2 separate regions of the Cyprinus carpio genome follow, and region 1 is linked to region 2. Evidence: chromatin contacts called from public Hi-C data. All regions are on one chromosome and are shown on one strand. Each heading gives the region's core, a stretch centred on a gene start, on an enhancer-like site or on the middle of the called end of the contact. The rest is flanking DNA. Distances are from core to core; before and after follow the strand shown. Region 1 holds the start of LOC109049762 (polyadenylate-binding protein 2-B-like). Region 2 holds the start of LOC109089230 (translocating chain-associated membrane protein 1-like 1).

What was found. A called contact is a pair of places that touch in the nucleus more often than the background predicts.
Region 1: a Hi-C map of skeletal muscle shows a contact between it and region 2, with 2.4 times the contacts expected there. The contact joins the promoter of LOC109049762 here to the promoter of LOC109089230 in region 2. A contact is called at or near these places in 2 of 8 Hi-C or Micro-C datasets (red blood cells and skeletal muscle).

The regions. Positions count from the first base shown.
Region 1 is chrB24:10,723,677-10,727,025 of ASM1834038v1, forward strand. LOC109049762 (polyadenylate-binding protein 2-B-like) reads right to left here and starts at 1,925. Exons shown (of 7, transcript XM_042752446.1): 1 at 1,449-1,925. The coding sequence starts at 1,583. It overlaps LOC109049755 (zinc finger homeobox protein 4-like), which reads right to left. Exons shown (of 5, transcript XM_042752432.1): 5 at 3,109-3,349.
Region 2 is chrB24:10,560,628-10,563,565 of ASM1834038v1, forward strand. LOC109089230 (translocating chain-associated membrane protein 1-like 1) reads left to right here and starts at 1,643. Exons shown (of 11, transcript XM_042751859.1): 1 at 1,643-1,810. The coding sequence starts at 1,683.

The sequences.
Region 1 (3,349 bases), core at 675-3,174, 160 kb after region 2:
AAGTAATGCACATATATTGACTTCAACCATCAAAAAACTGATTGTTAGAGATTTAACAAAACTGAAATAGAATATTTTGCATAACTACAGCCTGAATAAATGATTTTGGCTCCCTCATCGACAGCCAAATTGGATCTATATTGCATCAATAGCATGTGTTGCTGCTAAACCCATTTTGAAATGCACAGCCGATTCTTTCCCAGAATGCACACTCGTTCATTATTCTCACCAGTGATCGTGGACAACAGCATACACATGCACTTTCACACGTGATTGTGCACCGAGCTCTTTCAAACCGCCATTTATTATTGTCCAGTCAGCAAGACGCCCTAAGCATGATGCCATCCGTGCACGCATTGTTGTGAGCGAGCAAACACACTTTTGGTGTGTGTTCACACGCACGCACACAAGTTTGAGCAGTGCTGCATTGCAGGGCAGTGGAAGTCGCACTGGATCGCGAGTAAAGTAACCCAGCAGCATGTATGTGATGGCCTCTTTCACGCAGTTAAAACAAGATTTTACATGGTACGACCTAGCATTCACAACCGATAACAAGCGCAACCAACACTGACTAATTATTTAAATACTACACATCCTCATTGCATGATGAAATGAAGTCGACATGCATTCAGCATGCAAATGCATGACCTACTCTAGCTCCAACGATGTTAATGTGCACGGAGACAAATGCACCAGCCCAGCCCTAATGCACCATCTCCATCACAAAATCCCCAACAAATGATGCAATTCATCACTAGCGGCATTTAATCTTTAGCGCACATCGAATAAAATGATCGCAGCAATACAGATGTGCATTACATACAGTGCGCTTTGCCCACCGACAACTCTGTAGCTTTCCACAATGTTACCAATTCGACGCAAAATCTGAAAATAAAAGCATCTCACGCCTCTTTTAACATGTCACACACGTCGCATAAAGATTTATTCCATTGCAGAGGCCAACAACAATCACGCGCAGTTACCAACGCGACTTACTTTTGCACGCCACAAATATTACTGATCAGAAAAGAGGCGTGTTTACCGTGAGCCGTCTGCTTCTTTGCGGATGGACCCACACTGCAGCGGCTAATGGCGGCCTGTCCTACCCTCGCCCCTGTCTCTTACATCTCCCGTCTTGCATTTTTGCGATGAAGATTTTTTCCCCCGCTAGGTCGACAGATCTGGCGCAGATGAACCCAGACCAATGTTGCGCCAACATGGCGGCCAGCAGCACGCATGTCATTCACTAATTCTACTGCACTGCGTGAGCCACAATGGCGGACAAACCGACCTGACAAAACCGGTTTCGCGTAAACATGAGTATTTGGTTTTCGTATGAAATTCACATATTTATTTTAAATGTGAGGCTGGGGTAAGGATTTAGGATGAAAACCTATTAAATTTTTTTTAACTTGTTGTTAAAGCGAGGAAATGCGTCCTTCACTCACCGGATCATCAATAGCGGCCTCTCCCTCGTCTAATCCCGGTTCTTCATCGCCGACGCCTGGGTCTTCAAGTTCTGAGTGTCCCGGGTCTGAGTCCAGCAGAGATTCCTCTGCCAGTCCATTACCAAACTCCGCCATCGCCTGATTCCCGGTGGTCCGACGCGCCTCGTGGCTGCACTACAGGCCGCGACTCTCACAGGGGGGAGCGAGAGAGAGGGGTAGGAGGGGGGAAATAAAAAAAACGGCGGAAAACGCCGCTCACTAAAGTTAAAATGGGGAATAAAAGCCCGCCTCGCTTCTTCTGGAGCTCAAACGTGTCCTTCAGCGGAAAAAACAACACTATTTATCCAAATATAAATAAGTTTCACTTCGTCAATATGTCGCACTTATTACTCTATTTACATTAGAAGACAAATTCAGAAAAGCAAATGTGTTTTCTTCACGAGGGCTCGTGTGTTCCAGAACAGAAATGGAAGCCGTAGGCGGGGATTCTGAGGACTGCAGGCGCTCCATCGATGGGTGATTGGACAATTCCTCACTTTAGACACGCCCTCTTAACGTATCGAGGACGGGTATTGGTGTTCTCTTGGGGTATTTCTCTGCGCTCGCCGCTTAGACTTTACAACAGCAACTGTGATTGGATAAAAGCAGCGTCAATCAAGGCTCACAGACCACCTTTAGATCGAGCTACTATGACTTGTTGCCATGTCCGCACAATATAATCCACGTGGACTTGTATTTTACGAAAAGTTTTATAGATAGTATATATATATATAAAATTCCAGAATACAGGCCCATATTTAGGCTTCCTAGTACTTGGCCTAAACAGCACAAGTATGACCAGCCACTTAAAGCAGTTCAGTTGACAAATGTCAGGAATAAGATTGTGCCTTTTCTCCTTCCTTCTCAGGATGTTTGTCATATTCATAAAAATAAAATAATACATGAAAAAAAAGCATGACCAGTAAAATGGCTGTTGTTAAATATCCTCACTTACTGTCCAAGTTGTTTTTCATACTGTACAATTTCTTATGTTTCTCCCTTTTCCATTCCCCGTGTGTATGTGTGCACAAAAGACATTCAATTTGATTATCAGTAGTTGTATATGGCCTCTATGATATATAGATAATATATATATATATATATATATATATATATATATATATATATATATATATATATATATATATATATATATATATATATATATATATATAATGTACTTATTTACAATGTACTCTCTTAATATATTAATATATTATTTATGAAAGAGTCACTTATTTTATTTAATTTTTTTCAAATGAGATCTGGCAACAAAGCACAGTGGAATTCCTAAATCTTCAATACAACTTAAACCGAGGCCATTAAAACTATGCATATAGGTCTTACCCACTATGTGACACGAATGTTGATATCTCTATCAAGTAGGCCTGCTTTTTCAGTATTTTTAATTTTGCCTACCACATCAAGCAACATATGAAACTCAAGCAGTGTTGGGTGAAACAAGATTAAATGCTTAAAATATTGTGCTTGTTTCTCAGATATTCCCTGACAAGATGGTCCATAATAGTTATATTAATAAGTGCTTCCAACACACAACTTAAAATATGAATGTATCTACATAAATTCTAAGGGTAATTTACATAATAAAGAGAAACATCAATACATGAACTTCAGTTTATTTGTTTTCTGCATAAGAAAAAAGGAGAACCAACACAAAATGAAGGTACAAGTGATGGGAAAACAAGCTTAATCAATACTCTAATTTTTCATAACAAGACTGCCACCATTATCGTTTAATATTCATATCAATGACATCTCCAAGTCTGAAAACCGTTATGAATCAATATAATCAAAAGTGATGAAAGTACTGAAAAATAGTAAGTAGTACAGTTATAACAAGT
Region 2 (2,938 bases), core at 393-2,892:
TTTGAATACAGAAGAAATATCTTTCAGTCTCAACCAACGGCAGCGCTCACAATTTTCAATCTCACCAGCTTTTCTATTATTTCAAACAACAGGAAGCAACAGCACATTCTGTTCATGTGCTGATATCCTAATCTGAAACTACCAATTAACTACCGTCGCCTAACCAACATGTTGGCCAAAGACCTGTGTTTTATTTTGTGTTTGGCTGTTGTTATGAGACAAAAAATGAAACACAAGAAGAAATGCCTGTTTTTTGGTATGCTGCTTGTACATGTTTTTACAGAAAGAAACAGTTCCAAATAACTGTACTCCATGCTACAAAGTCTTTGGGGCTCATTGCATTCCTTTCGTTGATTACATTCTCTTTGGTTTGTCATTAGTTTTTCACACCAAAATCCATATTTACTCATTTAGAATGCCTTGTTTAAACACTTGATTCAGAATTCAACCACAAGACCATCTTACATTAGCAGGGCATCCAAAGTTATTGTCTGATCTCAGTTTGTGAACTAATTTTGATGAAAAGAATGAATAAAATATAGTCAGCCTATTAGAATTATTTCTGCAGGATCATGTGACACTGAAGACTGGGGTAATATGCTGAAAATTCAGCTTTGCATTACAGGAATACATTTATTTTTAAAATACATTAAAATAGAAAACAGTTTTTATTGTAATAATATTTGACAATATTACTGTCTTACTGTATTGTTTGTAAAATAAATGCAGCACTGGTGAACAAAAGCAAATCCTTTAAAAAAGTCTTAATTGTTACAAACTTTTGACCTGTAGCATAATGAATAAAATAAATGATATATTATTAGCTATATTCTATATAATATGTATATACATGACAAGTGTGTGTGTGTGGTTTGTTGGTGTGTGGTGGTGGTGTGTGTAAGTGTGTGTGTGTGTGTTGTGTGTGTGTGTGTTCGTGTGTGTGGGTGTGTGTGTGTAAATTTTAAAGTTAATGTTAAGCACAGCTAACAGTTTACAGCGACTTCAGCCTGAATGGTTCATGTTCCCTCGTACAAAATAACATAAGTAGATGACTTTATTAAATTATTAATGACCATTTGTGCACAGAAAAGTATTATTGTAGCTTCATAAAATTAAGGTTGAACCACTGATGTCATACAGACTATTTTAACAATGTCTTTACTACCTTTCTGGGTCTTAATCATGGTAGTAGCGTTGCTATCTATGCAGGCTGTGTAAAACGACACGAGGGTGACGAGTAATTTTCATTTTTGGGTTAACTAACCCTTTAATGTCTTTGTAATATAAGTAATGATATAAAGTATGTAGGCTGAAATACACAAATACACATATTAAATAATATATTTTACTGTCTGGTAATAATGACGATGTTAATTAAATAAACATGTATCTCTTTTTGTTTTTATTCATTAATTTCACTGTTATCCTCCTTTGTATCCACTAAGAAGGGCCCTTAAGTCTTGACCTCAAAATGAATAAAACGTCTCCTTTACTCCAGTCCAACGGATGGCGCTACTGCATCTTTTGTCACTGTACAACGTGCCTTAAGTTGAAAAAAGGGGGTGGAAGAAGAAAGACTGAAGTAGGCGTTAAGACTGACGTGCCTGCCAGATAACAAAAGTGAAGACGTGTTCCTCACTAACTCACACACACACCAAAACGTTCTCTCAACATCCACCAAGATGGGAATCCGAAAAAAGAACAACAAGAACCCACCGGTGCTCAGCCACGAGTTTGTGATCCAGAACCACGCGGATATTGTGTCTTGTGTTGCGATGGTGTTTCTGCTGGGTCTTATGTTTGAGGTCAGAATCCACTTTTGAATGAATTCATTCGCTCTTACAGATCTAACACCAGTCTTGAGTCAAAGATGACAAATCAGCCTGATCAGTGTTTATATTTTTGTTTTGTTTTTTCTTTAAGAAATCTAACGGACCTTTCGTGTTCTGTCATAGTCTCGGTCCCTTCCACTTCCTTTAACCTGCATATAGAACTGTTACGTTACTATTTGGTTTTACCTTTAATGTGCAGCATTTTTGAATCCTCTTGCATATTTATGATTCATATAAATGAATCTTTTTAGAGTAGGTTTTACTCTCAGGCGTAGGCGCTAATTGCATTCAATAGTTGGTAATTTTGATTCACACAGACATGATGCATGAGAGCGAAAGAGGAATTCCCTGAAACGATTAAATAATAAACTTTTAAGCCCGCGAGATAAAAAAAGAGAGAGAGAGAAAGAAAAATCACCCGCGTGGATTTATTATATTTAAAGGAGTGCTGAAAAAGACGAAAAACAGAATTGATTTGTAAAGAATGATTACGAAACATTGTAGCCGCACTGAGACTTTTTACGCGCAAATGAAGTGTTACGATGGACGTGGCAATCGGAGAATGACTGAGCGCTAAGATCACCGGTGCACAGCGGCAGCAGGCTCGCGATTTTTGTCACAAATGCTTTTATTGATAGATAATAACCTAATGATTTTACACCTTCAGCACTCGTTAGGAATGCGAGTTTTCACAACCGTTAGATTTGAACAATAGTTTGCTTAATATCAGCGCCAGTGCTGGTGCATCATGGGAAATGACGTTTACACTACTAGAACTGATTTTTGCACTTAAAGGGCATTTCTGAACAGATTTAAGTAAATGATTGTATGCTCATCTATAAATTATAATATCTTGGAAAATGTGTTTGATGAGAAACCGATTATAATTAGTGTATATATACCATTCACTTTGGGAAAAATGTGCACAAAAACATAACTCTGTCATTTACTTACCCTCATGTTGCTTGAAATCTGCAGGACTTATTTTTTAACACCATTCATTTGCATTGTCAACCTTATTTTACATACAATGCAAGTGAATGGTGACAGTCTGACTGCCGTTCTCTATTACCAGAGTTATAATTTTCAGTCTGATCAACTATTAC